Linked DNA regions of Bombyx mori: region 2 is linked to region 1. A link is a contact called in public Hi-C data. All regions are on one chromosome and are shown on one strand. Each heading gives the region's core, a stretch centred on a gene start, on an enhancer-like site or on the middle of the called end of the contact. The rest is flanking DNA. Distances are from core to core; before and after follow the strand shown. Region 1 overlaps LOC101745220 (homeotic protein spalt-major). Region 2 holds the start of LOC101745220 (homeotic protein spalt-major).

Region 1 (7,103 bases), core at 2,448-4,947:
CGAAACTATTTTGTTTGTTTGTTTGTTTTTTATTATTATTATTATATCCCTAGTTAATTATATTACGTAGAAAGTTTGTTGGATTGTGACGAATTTGTTCTGGTACACAGGTATATATATGAGTATCACGTTTAATTAAATTGTAAAGCTTATGGCGTTTATAAAATAAAACGTTCGAATGAAATAAATTAATATTCCTCGCTGATTCCTTAAATGCACGGGTCGACAGTCAAAACCTAATTCAAGGAATACTCGATGGTTTTTGTCAATGTCATTGTAGTAGCATTACGAATACGGAAGACTTACATGATTCATATAACTCAAGAATAAATACGAACCATTGAAAAAGAAATATCTATAAAATATGTAGCGCTCACGTGTGGGTACTGTTAAATCGATTAGTAAGTTTAGTCATAATATGTTTATATAAGTTGTTCGAGATATCACTACTAAAAAGTTTTGTTGAACTACGCATCGATTATCGATTATCTCAACCCTAGTTAAGAAAACCTGCAGTATCTCGAAGCGTTGTCTTTATAGTATATAATAGTGTTGTTTTTATGGCGCATGTAAATGCCATTATAATTAAATGCTACCACAATGGATAATCGTGCCCTCCCCATACCAGCTCGACTCCGCAGTGAGCGAACATGGCGTCTCCCTGTAATTTAACTATGTCGTTTCATAAGTCTTTCATTCTTACAAACTAAAACCCTAAACCATATAACGTTTGTACAAGAGTATTTTTTGTCGTGCCAAACCAAAAACGATTCATCAAAAAATCGATAAAAAAAATTTCAATTCCAATTATTCTTATCGTTAATTAACAACGTTACGACACTCGAAAACCGGATGATGTATTGTATGATTAAAACTAAAAAGTTTAAAATTTGTAAAACTATACCTAAGTAGAATACTGATTCAGTATCGATCGATACTATCGACATAATTAAAATAATCGATTACAGGGAAACGTCGCGACGCGCTCACACGAACCATAGAAGCAGACCTCCGCATATTATGGGGACAGACGGTTGCACACATTATGTGTTCTCGACGGGCCGTATGGTGCAGTCGCCCACTGTGGTTATAGGGGTGATGGTGACCGAGCTAGGAGTCGATGACGTCACTACACTACCCTCAGCCGATTGATCAATTTTGTCGTCCTTATCATCGTTGTTGGCGGGAAGTTTGACGATCTGACAGTCGCCGACGGTCATGATCTGCGTTTCCATGGCAACGGCAGGGATGTTCTCTTCCGGCTCGACTCGCGAGTCGTCGTCGTCCGATGACGTGTCGGACACGTCGATGGTCCGGTCGTGCGGCTCGGTGGACATGCTCTGGTCGGTGTCGACGTTCCGGTCCGGGTCGACGCTGGTCACGCCGTAGCTGTACGTCATGGGGTTGTAGATCATTTCCGTCAGGTACGAGAAGTCGCCGAAGGGTAGATTAGTCGCATTGTAGTTTTCGTTCGGACGTCCATCTGGAAACATTCACATCAGTTGATTTTGGAAAATAAAAAGTTTAAAGGGATTCAATTTTTATAGTAGATTATGCACCATTTTTTTACTATACAATATTTTAACAATATTTTTTCTGGTGGTAGAACCTCTTGTTAGTCCGCGCGGGTAGGTACCACCACCCTGCCTATTTCTGCCGTGAAGCAGTAATGCGTTTCGGTTTGAAAGGTGGGGCAGCCGTTGTAAATATACTTGAGACCTTAGAATTTATGTCTCAAGGTGGGTGGCGCATTTACGTTATAGACGTCTATGGGCTCCAGTAACCACTTAACACCAGGTGGGCTGTGAGCTCGTCCACCCATCTAAGCAATACAAAACACAATTGTAACTAAAAGTTTAGGCGATTATTTATCTTTTATTAACATTATTATTCTATTGCAATTGCTTTAATAGATTTTCAGTATTTGGAACGTGTTAAATACCAAAAGCTCTTTAAACAAAATCAATATGGTATTATTTCAAATTTGTTAACTTCACTCAGCTCACTATAGACATTCAAAAAAGAATTTTTGTTAGTAAGATTGGCATTCAGTCATAAGCAGATACGAACTTACCTTCAATTTTCAGTATGAAGAAAACAGTGCAAAAAATAAAACAAAGCTGTATTATGAAAGCACAAGCAAAGTTTGATAGATCACGAATTGTTTCTGATCGACGGTAATAGTTCGTTTTTTTTTTCTTTCACAAAAACAATATTTTTAATGTTTTTAGTTTTCGATAAATTGTTCTAGAAATGGAAGTAAAAAGACCAATTTTCGAACACCCTGTACATATTTCAATATTAGTGTGTATATATATCGACGCTTAAAGGCAAACGTGACTAAGCGACAATGCGTGAACTTTACAGTAGACTAATTTATAGTTGAAATACATGGAAAAAAAAATATTTTGTATCTAGCTGTAGGTAGCTGTAGGATTGTTTTTTTTTTTACCTTAAAGGCAGATGAGCATACGGCCCACCTGATGGTGAGTGGTTACCATCGCTCATGGACGTCAGCAATGCCAGGGGTAGAGCCAAGCCGCTGCCTACCGTAAATGATTTTAATAGAACTAAAAATATTTTTTTTTTGCGCATCGATTATGGTTATTGCCTATCATTTATGTACAAAGCAGTTATTGTCGCTTAGTCACGTTTGCCTTTCAAGCGTCGATATATAGTGTTACTTGTTCATGCATTTATAATTTGGAAAGTATACTAACAAATTTTGTTCAGTTCAGCGGCTAGTCCGTACTGCATCGCTAAATCGACATCCATACCTAAGGAGAGAGTTGCAGTTAGCGCAGCGTCACCACTAGATGGCGTGTACGTATTCTCTGTTGGCTTACTAAGTTCAAGCGTTATGTAGGCAATCTATACACATTTATACTTAATTAAATAGTAAATAAAAATTATTGACAAATATATTAAAGGTATGAATGAAATACCAAACGGATATAGACAAAAATCAGTGAAAAAAAAAACAATTGAATTTCAAAACAACTAAGAAGCAAATTTAATTAAGATATTTTCTAGTAGATTTAATTGAAATTTGATTGAAACTCTAGACTTCTCTAACATAATTTAAATTTGAAACAAAAATCAACAGAGAATAAGTACAAGGACAGCGGAAACAAAAAAGCATAAATGTCATCTTCTACAATAAAAGAACAACAACAAAAATTAATAAATTAAACTCCAATGATATCTTTCGATATAATAAGTTAATAAATAAACAAAACGTTCGCACCACAATTTAATCACACCCATACAATGAAATAAAAATAATTTTCTATGCAGTTGGCGTATAAATTTTCATCATCAAATGTGTTCATTGCAATTGAATTCAATATGTTTATATTTATTTTAATGTATTCAATACAAAAGTATTATTAACAATATGTTACTTTCAATTGTCTTTTCATAGTTTGTTAAAAGTTTAAAATGACATAGTACCTATATGGATATAAACAATTGCATTCATTTACGTCTAAGCCTCAAACGACACAAAACCCATGATTGCTTTACACGTTGAAAGAAACAAAATTGGTAACAATCCGGGTGTGTTTATTATACCAATAAAATGTCAAAATTTTTGAAACTTCAATGATTCAAATTTCCCGCCATTTCAATTATTCAACTCACACACATGCATAACACACACAAACGTAACAATATGACACATGTACTGATGATTCAAACACGATGTGAATTAATAACGCTCATTGTTGTTGCGGAATCACAAAAAAGGAAGTTTATTGTGAGTCATCTTTAAAGAACGCGATCGAAATTAATTGATTTTGTAATCGTGGCACTTAGTCGTAAGACTTTAAGAACCATAATTAAATATATGGTATTGAAGTTTTAAATAAGAGTATGTTTTAAATTGAAATTATTTTTGTGCAAGTAGTTAAGCAAAATAAATGGCTCCAGTGTACAATTCTTCCACTGATTTGTATTCTGTATTATTTTTATGAAATCTAGCTTTAAAAACTATCATTTTAGTTAAAAAAAATCTATAAAATTGTATTAAAAATATTTACCAATATAAATATTCTGATACTATGAGATATACTTAGGGTTCCCTATGACCCAACTACATTCAATCACGATGAAAGAGGAATCAGATAACGCCAAAACACATGCATTGTAATATGGCTAGTGTAAAAACTGTATATGTAGTATAGAAATAAACATTTATCAAACAGAATAAATAATTTAAATCACTTGCATATTCTTTCTTTTAACTAATTAGTTAATGATATTTATACAGTGTGTTGCAAAAACTTTATATTTTGTGTACAAATGTTAACGATCGTATTTAAGTAATGATTTGTATAATGTAAGTATGTTTATGAATAGATCACACAACTTAGCGATTTCAAACAGCTGAGAACCGTTAAGCAAATAACGGAATAGTCAATTGAGGTGATTGGCACACCTATCACTTTATGTTAGAATAGAAGAATGACTTTGTATAACGCGGTGCTCTTACCAAATAATAGCAAATAATTTGATATTCAATTATTAGTTTTATAATAATATAATCTAATTTATGCATTATTTTGCATTTAATTACATTCATAATTTTTCTAAAAAGAATAACGCGGTGCTTTTAACCAAATACTAGCAAATAATTTGATATTCAATTATTAGTTTTATAATAATATAATCTAATTTATTCATTATTTTGCATTTAATTACATTCATATTTTTTCTAAAAAGAATAAGATTTTGTTACACACTGTATAACGTTCGTTGATAATAAAAAAAATGCCACACAGACACACAAACAAAAAACCAGTCTAAAACTTGAAGCTGTTCTATGAAATTCAATGCACTAAATTTTGACATGCCGACAAATTTAGAATGGAAGTGATAACGTCAATTGTTTAAGAAATTAAGTCTTTTTCATTTAGTACATTAAATTTTTCAATGTGCAAACAGAGTTTTAAAATTAAACGGAATGGTTATGCACGCACGCACCTTGTTTGGGCATGAAATAATTCTTCGGAGGTCGTCCACGTTTCCTCTTGAGTAACAGTTGGTGTCCGGAGGGAGTCGTGATGTGGGAGATCTGCTGAGGGCTCGGACCCATCACTGAGCCGCTCGTTAGTACGCAACCTTCCAGGTCTGGAATTGATGATCACAATTTCCACTTACCGCTACTTGTGTTTGTGAAATATTCTTTTTAAAGGTGACACTTTTATGTAAATTTTTTTCTACCTAAGCTGATGATAGCCTTAAGAGGCTATTTCGGCGCAACCTTAGCTAGTAGGTGAGCTCACGGGGCTCAAACCGGAGTGATGCTAACACTGACCCTAGCAAGAGCAGTGCTTTGCAGAATCTACCACCGGATCGGAAACGCGACCCACTGAGAAGATCCGGCGAGAAACTCAGTGGGCTGTGTCTTTGGGTTCATTCGCTCATCGAGTCCTTCGTCACAAGCGACGGGCTCGACGAGGGCGGTGACCGGTCTTTGTGGTATCTAAAGGCACCGTTAATGGATCGGGAGGATCCGTGATCACGTGTTTTGGGCAAATTATACAATTACTCTTTCTGTTAAACAAAAGACAATGGTATGGTGTCGTATGGGTGCTGACTCCGGATGAAAACGTAATGAATTACATTTACTCTCGATTTACTTTTATCGATACTCTGGAAGATGTCGAGAGAACAAAAGTTTAATTACAAATTTTAGTCATTGGTAACTCACCGAGCGATGTCTTAGGGGGACGACCTCTCTTCTTCTTGATTTTAGGCGTTAGAGGCAGAGGAGTCTTCCTGGGCCGGCCGCGTCCCCTCCGCGGGGGGTCGAGCATGCCGTCGGGCGGGGGGTCGGCGCGCTCCAGCACGGCGGGCGCGGGGCGGGGGGGCAGCATGACGTCACCGCCCGGCGTGAACACCAGGTGGCCGGACTCGCGGTGCGTGCTCCGCACCATGCCGGACATCACTTCAGAGTTGCTCTCGCGTTTATTCGACGGCGCGTCGTTTGTCATGTCCACCGTTGGGTCCTCCTGTCAATTTTTTTTTATTGTCCTTGTAGGCAGACGAGCATACGGCCCACCTGATGGTGAGTGGTTACCGTCGCCCATGGACGTCAGCAATGCCAGGGGCAGAGTCAAGTCGCTGCCTACTAACTTTAACTTACTGCCTACTAGTTTTAAGTACGAGGTCTATCTTAGAGATTCTTTCTCCCAATTTACTTACAAGTACAAAATTACAGATACGTTCCGTTGTAAAGAACATGATATACTTAATTTAACTGTGTCCATTTTTACAGAATAAAGATGGACTTCTGTGTCGTTATTGGTCCGTTTTATACAACGAATTTTAGTGAATAAAATTGCCCAGAATCGTCTAGAATACTCAAAATTGGCACATATTAACTTTTACGTGACCGGGAGCTAGTTGTCAAATAACAACGTATGTGACGTCACTGATAAAGCCGATAAGGTAATTAATTAAAATTAGACAAACTTGTTCTAAGCACTTGTCTGGAGTAATTCAGCCATGGCATTATCCCTACAGCACCACTCAGTACCGGAGTCCTTTTTAGGCCTGCTACTACAGCTTCCCTCACAATATTAACGGACTATTAAGCTGTGTGCGAGTGTATTCCATGTCCTCAGCGGGTGACGGAAAAATTTTAGAAAGCTCTTGACATTGTTGATGACCACGGGCGACGTCAACAAGTCACAATAAAAATATAAACGTTATGTTTAGTAGTTATTACTGGTGGTAGGACCTCTTGTGAGTCCGCACGCGTAGGTACCACCACGCTGCCTATTTCTGCAGTGAAGCAGTATTGCGTTTCGGTTTGAAGGGTGGGGCAGCCGTTGTACCTATACTGAGACCTTAAAACTTAAATCTCAAGGTGGGTGACGGCATTTACATTGTACCACTTAACTAGGCAATAAAAAAAATATGTACATACCCTCTCACAGATCTTGGTGTGCATTCGTAGCTTGTCAGATCTAGCGAAGGACCTCCCGCAGCCGCCGCACGTGTAGGGTCGCTCGCCCGTGTGGGTCAGCTTGTGGCGGCTCAGATGCGATGACCTTTGGAATCTGAACAACACAAGTCGAAAATCTTGATAATTTTTC
Region 2 (7,103 bases), core at 2,943-5,442, 35 kb after region 1:
TCGGAGTATTGCTAACACTGGCCCTAGCAAGAGCAGTGGTTCGCAGAATCTACTACCGGATCGGAAACGCGACCCACTGAGAAGATCCGGCGAAAAACTCAGTGGGCTGTGTCTATGGGTTAATTTACTCGTCGAGCCCGTCTATAATTCTGATCCTATAATACTATTTCTGTTGAATACACGAACAATATTAATTTGAATTGATCGAACAATACATATTTTTTGTTTTAATATAATTACGTTTGTAGTTTTTACATTACTTACAAAATACAACCGTGGACCGAAATAATAAGATGGCCGTTACTTCGATGCAGTCATTAATATTAATTGACATTTTGTTAAACAGTAAATAGAAAAAGGCTTAAAAAAAACCAAATCAAGCATGAAGGTTTTCCTAGGGGAATCCCCTATGGTATTAATATTGATTTGTTTTTCGGTCAGTCGGCAAATCACAATAATCTGGCTACAAAATAGAAACCGGAGGAACAGGATCCACAGACAGACTGAACAGGAGACTAATATTCATCCATACATTTAAATTATAAAAATTTAAATCCCAGACGAAGAGTATACAAACGCCTACGATCCTCAGATCAGCAGTCAATCAGGGGCGGAAACTGATCCGCAGAAATAGACAATTTGGTGGTACCTATCTGTACGGATTCACAAGAGGTCCTTCCGTCCTACCACCAGTTAATTTCAAATGCACATTTTAACTTTTTAAAATCAATATCAAAGTGTCATAAAGATCAAGGTATTGATGTTTAGCATATGTATACGTATGTGGTGAATACGTAAATATATATACAAGAAAATTTATTACTCATAAAATACAATGATTACGTGATTGTTTATTTTAGGATAAATGATTATCGTTTGCGATACGTTAAAAATGAAAAAAAAAAAAACTGATGTTTTGAGAATGACTAAATGCAAATTAGCGTTGCCAGTAATCAGAAAGTAACGTATTAACTAAAACACGTCGAAACAAAAACCGATAAATCATAATTTTTAACTTTTTTTTTTTATCTATACCAATTCGTACACATGTACAGCCAAAGGTTTTTCCAAATAAGTCTAAATCCGCTTGAAAGGCTTCGAAACACATTGATCTTGAATTTATACCGAAAAATTCACGGCACATATAAATCACTAAGTTAGTTGTCCGAACTGTGTTGCCAACAGCAATAAACTGGTAAACTTCGTGCCGTATATAAATTAGAAATTCTTATGGCGTGAACATTATTTCATATTTCCGAAATATAGAACCACCTAGAATAATGAAAATCATGAAAGTGAAGAATGACTATGACATGCTATAGAAATATAATCGCTGATCGAAGGGAGTGGAGGACGAACACAGCTTGTGGCAACTAAGACAGTACCTAGACGGAAAGTAGCATGACTCAAATGTTGAAATATAAATTTAAAAAATAATAGTCCAAGTATTCTTTAGTTGTATTAAAATTTGAAAGAAAATAGCACGTGCTATTAAAAAAATTGCATCTTTCAAAGTAATTGTTAATTTTTTTTAATATGTTGTCATAATTATGAATTCTAATGAATAACCTAATAAGGAGTGGATTGAGAATTCGATTGTTAATACATCAAAGGTTTTCCCGATCACATATAATGTTTTTCTACTACCTATATTTTTTTTAAATCACCATTATCTCCAACATCTTTATATTTACATTAAATTACGTCATACAATTGATACTTTAACAAAGCCTTGGAATGTGTGCATGAGTTATGATGATTCATCGTTATGGTGTCCATGGACATCACTACCCAGTTAGCTGCAGCTGGACAATGAGATTGTATTCCGTCTGAACGAACACAAAAATAAATAAAACCTCAACGGCCGTATATACATTTTCTGAATGTTGTATTAAAATATTTTGGTAGATAACGATATAAAATTTAAAAATTAATGCTATACCAATCAACATTCTAATTTATTACGATATGCAAATAAATATACTTTTAATTAATTATATGAACAAGCCCCAGGTAATTAATGTTAATAAGTGAATACTTTCCGGGCAAATAACATTGTACTTTATATTAATGCATTAACTTTTTTATATTTAAGTACTTCATATTCTACAAACACATGTTGTTAGAATTTACTCATAGACACATAATCGGTATCTTAACATGTTAGGAGTTTGTTTTTTTATTTATTCACCACAGTATTAGTAGTATAAATTTTAAGCAAACATGTTACATGTATTTGATTAGAGCATTAAAAAAATAATGGAATGTTTTTTATTGACACCAATTAGCACAGACCAAGGTTAGTCCCTTCACATTACCAAGATTTTATTTTTATATAACGTTTAAATTATTATTTTTCTAAAATTGAACTGGGCAAAATCACAAAATTAAAACTTCATTTTAAAAACAAAATTCTCATTAGGCTTTTCTCACTGGTCAGATAATTGAATGTAATAATTATAGCAATTAAAAAGTGTGCATTTATTAAAATAGAAATTAAATTTAAAGGAAATGTAACAAACCCAATGAGGGTACACAGAGTACTATTTGTTTAAAAGGAACCATTCTGATTCAGATATTCTTAATTATGTTTTTTTGTATATTTCACTAATGCTAAACTGTGCTAAAAATGTAATGCAACATACAAAAATAAAATTTTAAAATAAAAAATTTGAATTCAATGTTTAAAATTGAATTCATGGTATATAAATACTAAACTAAGAAACTGCATCATACCTGTTTTAGTCTTTCAACGTCTGTTGCACGAGCTTGTTGAAACGAGGATTGAGTGGAAGTTGCTGTCTGTGGATATGTTGTGGGGTACTCTAAATTCACATTTAAAAGCTGGGCAGCATTGTCACGAGCTTCATAAGCTAGTCCTCGGATCTCTAACTCGGAAGCTGTATGCATTAATGACTGCAGGTCCAATTCTTGAACATCCACTGACCCTTTGTACATGAATTCCACAAGGAGGTTGATCTCAGAAAAAGGGATCCCTTTTAAAATCACGATGGGGTGCTGACATGGATTGTCCCTGTTAGAGATTTAATATTGTTTTAAATGAACATTTTATCTAACTTATGTTGGTGTCAAACTCAGAATATTATCAAATAATATTTTATTATTTTTCTGTTATCATAAGATAAAATAATTTTATTCAACTTGTATGACTTTTATGTAACATTTAGTGGTAATAAAAAATATTGTTACATAAAATTGTTTACTATTTAAATATACTTGAATAGTCTGCAAAATACTGGCTCTGAACAGTGCACTGTTGGTATTATAAATAACTTCACTAGAAAAAATAATGATGTCATAATGACCAAATGATGCAGTACTTGGAATAGATTTAAAAAACATAAGTAATTGTATATGAACTTAGCATTATTGCTTTAATGGTTTGATGAATTAAAACATGTACTCACTTGAATATTTGTTCGAAATACGGACTACAAGCTGAGAGCACAAGTTTGTGCGCCTTGAGGGTCCCATCGCGGCAGGAGAGCGTGACGTCCGCCAGCGCTGACGACGAGTAGATGGTCGTAAACAGCTGGCTCAGGTTCTGCAGGTGGTTGTTCCACTTCAAGTGGAACGTCTTGTCGCTCACCAGCCCCTGCATCTGTACCACCGGAACCACTTCAGGAACACTCATCACACACTTCACGTCTCATGAATTATCGACACAAAACGAACTCTGTTGCGACCGCTACATAAAATTATAATTATTACAACTTATTTTTAGAACGATGCCCGTAAAAAACACTATACGTACGCGGTATGACAGTGTAATATACTGTAGGTACGCGGCGCCGACGGAATTTATAGCTATAAATTGTATTTATATTAAATTCAAAAACACAAAAATTTGAAAGAAATCCGAGCCGGGTAAATTTCTTACCTCGTATTCGCGTTTCCGGCACCCAGATTTTTCACAAGTAACACCGAGACATTTCACAAAATTTAATACAATAATTATGTTACACAGAAAGCCGTGTCGTAAAAAACAGAGTGGGGCACGCTGTGGCCCCCTCCTTGCCCCGGCCCCCTCGCACACAATCAATATACGGAATATGAGAGCGCGGCGCGCCCCCTCGTCCCCCGCATGCTTTATTATACTGTAATTAATATACAACTTTATAAATTGTACTACGCGCCAGCGACATGCCTCTACATCCACGTCAATAAGATGAATTTAATTTTTTTTAAATTTATACTATTTTATACTGTTAATGCTAGCTCGTTTACAACGCGCATAAATAAAATTTCCACGATATAGTCAAGTACGTTAGTGTGTGTAAGCTGTAGGCACATTATGTCTGGTACATTACCTACTGGATTGTAGTTGTACAAAAATGTACTTAGTGTCCAGATACATGCATTTATTAAATAGTTAACACCATAATCAGTATATGATATAAAAATAGGATTGTTGTGTGAGACGAGTTTCATTAGTACTTATATAAGTACATCGAATACCTACTCAATATATTTTTATTTAAAAACTCTTGTTGAGTATCGGCAGTAAAATCATATATTTCATTTTAAAAACCGCAGCTGGGGTGCAATTTCAAATTTAAATCCAAGCAAATGCCACAATATATTTTATAAACATCAGTATTATGAATAGTACGTTGGTTGGTTACTGATGAATGTACATGTGAGTGTGTACGTTGTATGGTAAAAAGTACGCACGCGTACATTCTGTATATATGTACATACAATTTCAATCACTTTTTACCAGACACACACATAAACAACCGTGAACTCGAAAGAATAGGCTGACGAAGTTGAAGTTGTTTTTTGTTTTTACTGAATTCCATCGTTCCGTTTCTACATTTGAATACGAAGTGCATTAATCTTCATCACGAATGACTAGTTCGAATAAAATGCTTGAAACGATTCAATTTTTCTAAAATTTCTTGAATAACAGCTAGGTAGGAACTATCTTTAGCTAATGAGTTACATAGTACCTACACAATTAAATTTTGGATCGAATTTAATTTCATTGAAGTGGAGTTTCTTTTTTTATTTCATGGTGGCCAGTTACGTATTTTTTTTTATTCCTTAAAAACTTATACTTATTTTATCTAATAGGTACATACTAAAATGCAACAAAATTATATTTTTTGACTTGGGACTTGCACACAAATATATTTATTTCATGGTAAATTTACGTATGTACTTAAAAAAAGGAACGATTAAAAAAGTAAGCACTAAAGTATTCAATAGTATCCACTATTGAATCCCTGAAAAAACAACATAATTTTAATGGAACTTTTGATTTATGTACCTATTTATGAATTTGTGCATGACGCATTTGTGCATTTCTGCATGACGCCGTGGACAGGGGAAAGTGGAAAAACATCTTAAGATTGAAGCTCATGGGTGATGGTGATCACGACCCTCGGACATGAGGAACACGATTCGAGGAGGATGAATTTGTAGGTACGTGTAACCATGTTAGGTTAGGTTGGTAGGTGTTGAAGTTTTTCAATAAGTTTACTTAGTTTATTAAGTGACTTTTTGTTGCAATACTCCTAGTAGTATTTTTATAATATTAATAGAAAATATTTAGCAGCTGGCCGACAGACGAAGACCAGTTCCTATTAATTATCTTTTATTGAAGAACCAAGTATATGTATGAAGTAGGTATTTTTCTTTGTTTTCGTTTGCTTTTCTTTATTTATTTTTTTATTGCTTAGATGAATAGACGAGCTCACAGCCCATCTGGTGTTAAGTACTGGAGTCCATAGACATCTATATATAACGTAAATGCGCCACCCATCTTGAAGCTTTAAGGTCTCAAAGTCTCAAGTATAGTTACAACGGCTGCCCCACCCTTCAAACGGAAATGCATTACTGCTTCACGGTAGAATTAGGCAGGGTGGTGGTACCTACCCGTGCGGACTCACAAGAGGTCCTACCGCCAGTAATGACGCAAATTATAATTTTGCGGGTTTGATGATTATTACACGAAGTCATTCCTTCACCGTGGAAGTCCGTAGACCATCACCGTAGAAATTGGTAAAATTGATCTTTAAAATAAAATAATAATTTAATTTAAAGATTTGAACGCACAAGGATTACTTTAATCATAGCGCCATCCACCTATCGTGCCATCTGATTTTTTATTTTTTTCATTCTTAAATCACGTCTTCTTGTTGCTATATTCTGAAGCTTGTGGATGTGAGTACCGTACAATCAATGACTATAACAAAGACCAAATTTAAAAATATGTGAGAATAATTGTATTGCATCTAGTTTAGTATTTTCACAACTATACTGAGTAAAAATCAATTTACTACTACTAAAAAATTAGTTCATTTTCAATTTAGTTTTCATGCTTAAAAACTTGGCGACTTAAATTACATTCCCTTTGCTTTCCCTGCGATGGACGAAGCAAATATAAATTTATGGTATAGACGGGGTTTTACTGCAGGAAAAATTGCTGATTTTTGGACAGTTTTTCCAAGAATAATAAACTAGAAACTAAGAACTGTATTGCAAACCCCGGAGATGAGCAGATCCCATTTATTGTTTATTTTGAATGCTGTTAAAGTTGAGGTGAAGGTCAAGTAATTAGTTTAGGTATATTTGGATGTGAAATTTAAAAAGACTGTTCGGGATGGATCCCACCTGAATGGTCTTATCAGGAATTCACCATTGTTTCTCTGTAATCTATATAAATAGCAACACGTAAATCTAAATTGAATGCGCTATGAAATTTATATAACATTGTTTTCGCTTGACCAGCCAGTCCATACCTGTCTGTATATCTTGTTATTGCCAGTCCATTTTGCTATTATCAAAAATTGCTCACTTACAATTTTGCAATGTAATTTTATTCGACTGTTTTATCACTAGTTGTCTTCTTATAACTAAGTACGTATATGTAAAAAAAAATATTAAAAATCTAACTGTGAGTTTTATAGTATGTACTGAATTTTTATGTTTTTTCTTTTTATTATTTCGCTTTAAAATACTGTTTGGAATTCAAATTTATGATTGAAATTCATAAATATAATTTTAAAGTACCTACTTAAATAGTCAAATTGTCAAAGTTAAGGCTTCATATGGTTGAATTTAAGATTACATTTGGT

What was found. A called contact is a pair of places that touch in the nucleus more often than the background predicts.
Region 2: a contact with region 1 is called in a Hi-C map of midgut, with 1.6 times the contacts expected there. The contact joins the promoter of LOC101745220 here to the enhancer-like site in region 1. A contact is called at or near these places in 2 of 7 Hi-C or Micro-C datasets (midgut and whole pupa).

What each region holds. Positions count from the first base shown.
Region 1 is chr3:2,582,779-2,589,881 of ASM3026992v2, forward strand. LOC101745220 (homeotic protein spalt-major) reads right to left here. Exons shown (of 11, transcript XM_021346522.3): 8 at 6,935-7,067; 9 at 5,714-6,014; 10 at 4,984-5,130; 11 at 1-1,483. The coding sequence ends at 1,044. Among protein-coding and RNA genes, the nearest start is that of LOC101745070, 17 kb to the left of the region's middle. Within about 2 kb of position 3,698, at least 5 of the 8 cell types and tissues checked have open chromatin away from gene starts, as enhancers often do.
Region 2 is chr3:2,617,629-2,624,731 of ASM3026992v2, forward strand. It overlaps LOC101745220 (homeotic protein spalt-major), which reads right to left and starts at 4,193. Exons shown (of 11, transcript XM_021346522.3): 1 at 3,902-4,193; 2 at 3,429-3,622; 3 at 2,737-3,034. The coding sequence starts at 3,622.